2 separate regions of the Canis lupus genome follow, and region 1 is linked to region 2. A link is a contact called in public Hi-C data. All regions are on one chromosome and are shown on one strand. The core of a region is the stretch at or near the end of the contact, and the rest is flanking DNA. Distances in the headings are between cores, read along the strand shown.

Region 1 (2,815 bases), core at 245-2,744, 300 kb after region 2:
AGAAGTAACTTAGAGATAAAATCATTTGTGATCCCTTCCAGGGATGATAAAAGATTGTGAACTGAAAATAGCTTAGAGATAGGGCTTTATTTTGGACTGTCTTAACAATGGAAGGAGTATCAAGAGGAGGATGAGAAACTATGACCTCCAGGGTCTTTATCATATGTGTACTTAGTCCCTGCCCTATACTTCACCTTCACTGTCCTTGGAGTCTTTATTGCTCCAGATACTGTAAACCAGGTTGAATTTTTCTGAAAGGTCTACAGCCTCAGAATTTTTTGAAGCAGGGTCAGAAGCCTGGGTAACAGCATAACCAGGTCCTCTCCCCAGGTCTCATTACAAGATGTCAGCCAGACTGCAATTTCATAGAAGTCTCAGGGGCATACATCTCTATAATTTGAGTAAATAGAATTATTTTATACGTCCCATTTTTAATTCTAAAAATGAAGTGATTTTTATCATCCTTATGTTATGGAATAGGAAATGGAGGCTTTCAACTTTAATTATTAATATGCCTCCAATCCCACAGAAATTGACACTGTAGAGACACTAATCCCAGAGAAATGTTTGAGGGATTTTTTTCTTTTTCTTTTTTTAAACTCCAAGAGCTGCAAAGGATTTGACCTTGCCAGCACCAAGGGTGAAAAGGATGAAGTTAGCAGGTCATTAAAAACAGTTCAATCTAGAAATAATTAGGGCTGGAACAGCTCACAGCAGCGGGAGGGGCAGCAAAGATCGACTGACTTAAGGGGCAGGTAATTTTACAGCGGCCCAGAGATCCAATTTCTAACTAAAGTTTTTTCCTTCCTAAAAGTGATCAGATTAGATCTAAACGGCGCTGCTAGCACCATCTTTCAGGCTGTTAAAGAAAATAAAAAAGCTTTTATTCTTATCTAAATCTTTTTGTTGCAATTGTCCAAATCTGCCTAGATTTTCAGCAGAAGAAAGGAAGAAGTCCAGGCTATTAATTTTCACAGTATTACAACACATTTTCGAGCGACACGTCCCTTCCGGGCTGCGCTGCGAGTGCGCTCCGAGCCGGGGAGGCCATTCTAGGTTCACATAAACCCCCAGAGAGCGCGGAGAGAGACCGGCCGCCGCCCCCGGGTCTCCGAGACCCTGCAGGTTGCAAGAGCCGCGCCGGGTGCGCGTTTTTAAACAGCCCGAGGTCACGTGGCCACCGGCAAGCCCCGCTATTGGCTCTCGGGCTCTCACTCTTGCCTTTGGCGCCGAACCTTTCGCCCCTTGTGGACGCAACCATTGGCTCCGCGCTCGGAGGGAACACGGGCCAACCTCACGCACAAGGCTTTTCCGAACGAAGCTTCCGACTAATTTTCAGGAGAATTTCAGCTACAGACTCAACAATCAAATGAAATCCACTTAGGGACGCCGTGTAAGGCTCCTTTGGACAAAAAGAAAGAGAAGACCAGACCCCGACGCCCCCTACGCTCTGTAGGGGCCGAGAGAATGGTTCCGCCCAAGGCGCGGACTCCGCCTCCACGGGCGCCGCCATTTTGTTTGGCTGGAGCGGGGCGAGCGGCGCCTTGGGGGAGGGGTCTCGTAGGCGTCTCACTGGACCCCACGACCGCGCTGTCGCTTCTCCGGAGGAGTCCTCCCCGGCGAGGGGCGCGGAATCATGTACATAAAGCAGGTGAGGTCCGTGCGTCCCGCCCGCCCCGTCACGGGCCTCGGAGGGCCGCTCCGTGAGGCGGGGGTGTCGCGGGGCGACCGGGGCCTGTCGCCTCCCGCCTCCCGGCAGGGCGGACCCCGAGCTGAACGCGGGCTGCGGGGGAGGGGAGAGGCCCCGCCCCGCGACGCGGGGCCCTGAGAACTGGGGCGCGGGTCTGCAGCGCGGGCCGCCTCGCGGGGCGCTCCCCTGAGGAGGCGGGCGCTCCAGGAGGATTGGAGGGCGGGCGGGCTCGAGGGCGCCGAGCTGGCTGGGGGCCGCGGCGGGGGCGCGTGAAGCGGTGGTCTCCTCGCCTCAGCCCCGCGGCGCTGCTCGGCCGGGGGTGGGGGGGCGGCTCGGGTTGGGGTGTCAGCCTAGCCGCGGGTCTTTGTCCTCGAATTGCGGGAGACGCGAAGGGGACGCCCCCCCTCGCGGAAGGTGTAGCGCCACCTCGTCCACTTGTGTACTTCTGTCAAAATGTGGTCTTCCCGCGCTGCAGTCCACCGCGGAGACGAGCCCTTCACGCTCTTGGAGAAGTTTCTCTGTGGGATGTGTTGGACTCTTAAGCATCCCTTTCTTGGAACGTCTGCTTTTTTTTTTTTTTTTGTTTTTGTTTTTTGGCTAGTGAGTCTGAGGGAAACGCTTTGGATAAGAAAACTGGGGCCAGCCCAGCGCGCCTGCTTGACACAGTTTCCAACAGTGCCAGTGGTTACCAGTAAACCGGCAGGTGTTTTTGTTTTTTGTTTTTTTGTAGGATTTTTAATCCCCACTTTCCAGAATGAGTTTCTCTTACATGAAATTGAAAGTTTTCTATCTTGCATTAGGGGAGAAGCCAGAAAGAGAGAAGTGCCGAGGAGAAACGTTAGTTTAGGAGTTACTTCTTTTAGTATATGTTCCCTGAAAAGTGCCTTTTTTTATTTATCAGGTTATCATCCAGGGTTTTCGGAGTTACAGAGATCAAACAATTGTAGATCCCTTCAGCTCAAAACATAATGTCATTGGTAAGTATCCATGGCTTACAACTTCAGATTTATAGGTGTAGAACCATTTAAATTCTGTCCTTAAAAAAAAAAATTCTGTCCTTTTAGGTTTAAGAAAAGAGGAATTGGCTTGGAGTATGACATAAGTAAATACATGTTTTTTGTATAT
Region 2 (2,714 bases), core at 207-2,706:
CTCTGGCGATCCTCCTTTTATTTTATTTTTTTTAAGGTTTTAAAAGCAAGATGCATCTACCTTTGAAAGAACAGATCATCGCATCCAAAACCTGATACATGCAACCAAAAATATATACAGTATATTCTTGCTTTTGAATATAGATGCAAACATTTTTAGGAAAATGTTAATTCATGGAATGAGCGATGTTTCAAAAGAATAACATACCATGGCTGAGCAGGCTATATGCCAGGAATGGCTGAAAGTCATGAAATCTACCAGTACAAATGAGTATAACCTCAAATTAAAGGAGAATAGTAAGTGGCTAGGGCAACAAATGATGAAATGTCATTTGGCAAAAAGGAAACAGGAGGCATATTCCTGATGAAGGAAACTATTTCCATATAGTAAAGATGATTTACCTGTGGTGGTCTTTTAATTAAAGGGGTGTCATGAGGTTAGGCATATGGCTTGTGCTCATCACCAGGAAGGGAGTTGATTCTGAGGCCACCTTTTCCTTAGAGAAGAATGAACCTTAAACAGAAAACAAAAGCAGGCTTTGGATCCCTTTGGAATGTAACTTGATATTTAAAGGTTTGGTGCTCCACACATTAAAAAGATCAGAAAATGTATTCTTATTTATTTATTTATTTATTTGTTTATTTTTAAGAACACGAGTCAACCAGAAAAAGAACTATGGAGATGGGTAGAGAGCACAGGAGAGTCTGTGGGCCTGAAACCTAATCCTTGCTTGGTGGGTTTGATAGATAGCTGCTGTGTGGCCTCAAGTAAGTTACCATACCTCTCTGGCCCACAGTTTTCTCATCTGAAAAATGGAGACTGAACTGAGGAACAAGCTTAACAAGATAAACGTCTATGAAATAAACCATGAAATATTATTTGAGGGGACATTAACTTGACATGTCCCTAGCAAATTCCCTTTCCAAAATCCAGAACACTTTATCAGTTGCACCCCCAAGTGGGATGGATGCTCCAGGGGCAGCAAGTGTCTTAGAGGTGCCTATGAACTGAGTCCTGCAATGCAGATTTCTTCTTGGATCCAAGTTAATGCAAAAAAGAAGGGAAAGGACATTCGAGAAATTACCACATCCATTATAATCGCCGAAGCAGGCTGCTGTAAGAAGGGCTATTTAATAAAATTGTAAGAAGCCCTTTCCTAAGGGGGAAGAGATAGACCAGGATGGAAGTCAAGTGCAGCTGTTTGAGCCTCTGCCAGTGGCCTGATCTCACCAGAAAACTGAAGTTAAAAACAACAAACTTCCAGATTCAGCGATCTCGGATGAACACTGCCTCCCCCTGCCGTTTCCTCCCGCCCCTTTGTCCCTTCTCTCCCTGTCCCCCCAGCTCGGGCACCTGGGTCGCTCGGTGCTTTTCCGTGTGCTTGGGATGTCAGCCGGCGGCCCTGGCGACTGGAGCCTCGGGAGGCGGCAGCTACCTCTCGGGTTTAGCATTACGTCATCCCTTCTAGACCCAAATTTATCTCGGCTGCGCGCAGACCCGCAGCTCTGAGCTGCCGCTGACTCCAGGAGAGCTTACGCATGAAGTTAGGCAAGGCTGACTCACTGGGCAGAGGCAAAGGTTTTCTGCTGCTCTTCACGTTTTGGGGCCCTGAGGGGGGAGGTGGGAAGGAGAAGGAGGCTGCGGTTGTCGTTTTGGGGTGGAGGATGGAAAGATGTAGCACTGTGACGGTTCTCCTTTAGTAGGAGCTCAGGACTCACCCTTCTTCCTCCGTCTTCAGCCTTCAGTATTTGAAAACCCCCATCCTTAAAGATAATTGCAGAAACCAGTGCCCTGCGCCACAAGCATTTTGCACTTTCAGGGAAGTTCTCTCAAGCTCCAGGTGTTACCGATACAGTGACTTGGGGGCTTGTAACTTAACCTCAGGGTCCCTTCCCCTGTTTCCATCTCTCCTGTCTGCAGAAAAGATGTAATACAGACCAGCCTCCTCCATTGTTCGTGAATATGCAATAAGTCGTTTGGATCCAAAAAAAAAAAAAAAAAAAAGTCGTTTGGAAATTTGCACTGGGTAAACTGTGACAGAAAGGACTCCTAAGAGTGGAGAGCTTTGCCTTCTGTCCCCCCCCCGCCGCCACCGGGGGGATATGGCCCCCATCTGGGCTGTGTTTGTTATAGGCCTGGGGGATTCAGGGGGACTTTTCCCATCTTCCAATGAGGCTACCCTGAGAGAGATCCTTTAGGGAAAGGACTGCAGAGATTGCAGTCCAGAGATTGCAGGATTGCAGATAAGATTCCAGGTTCTTTGGTCAGAAGACTTTGGAAGCCTTGCTTTTCCTCAGTTTCCCCATCTGCATTTGTAGGGCAAACTGGATTCATTTGAACAAAAGAAAGGCCATAGCTGCCTCTGGGTTCCTCCAGGCTGGGACTGATGCTGAGGGAAGGTGAAGCACATTACTTTGCCGAGGCTAGAGCCCCAAGCTTTGTACTGTGGAAAGCCGTTGTGGCCAGTGGTAGAGCAAGAACTCTAGGAGTCAGTCAAAGCAGGGAGAAGGAAATGGCGCCTTTGGTTGACACTGTCCCACTGCCCTCCATCACCATCATCTCTGCTCTTCTTCAACAGATGCAGGTGGCCTTTTTGGTGACTCCTGCCCTACTCTCCATTTCCTCCTTTCCCTCTTGGCTATGGCTCTAAAAGAAGGGCTGGTTAATTCATCTGGAGGTCAACTGTGAAAGGTCTGGCATGGGTACCAAGCATC

What was found. Hi-C and Micro-C count contacts between places; a contact is called where the count stands out from the background.
Region 1: a Hi-C map of blood shows a contact between it and region 2, with 2.2 times the contacts expected there. The contact joins the promoter of SMC3 here to the enhancer-like site in region 2. A contact is called at or near these places in 2 of 9 Hi-C or Micro-C datasets (both in blood).

What each region holds. Positions count from the first base shown.
Region 1 is chr28:22,112,707-22,115,521 of UU_Cfam_GSD_1.0, forward strand. SMC3 (structural maintenance of chromosomes protein 3) reads left to right here and starts at 1,495. Exons shown (of 29, transcript XM_038578770.1): 1 at 1,495-1,651; 2 at 2,592-2,667. The coding sequence starts at 1,637.
Region 2 is chr28:21,811,910-21,814,623 of UU_Cfam_GSD_1.0, forward strand. All of the region lies in intron 1 of MXI1 (max-interacting protein 1), which reads left to right. It overlaps LOC111093049 (a long non-coding RNA gene), which reads right to left. Exons shown (of 3, transcript XR_005380586.1): 3 at 1-513. Among named protein-coding and RNA genes, the nearest start is that of MXI1, 14 kb to the left of the region's middle. Within about 2 kb of position 1,457, at least 14 of the 20 cell types and tissues checked have an H3K27ac peak or open chromatin away from gene starts, as enhancers often do. A contact at or near this core is called in blood, where this site is marked.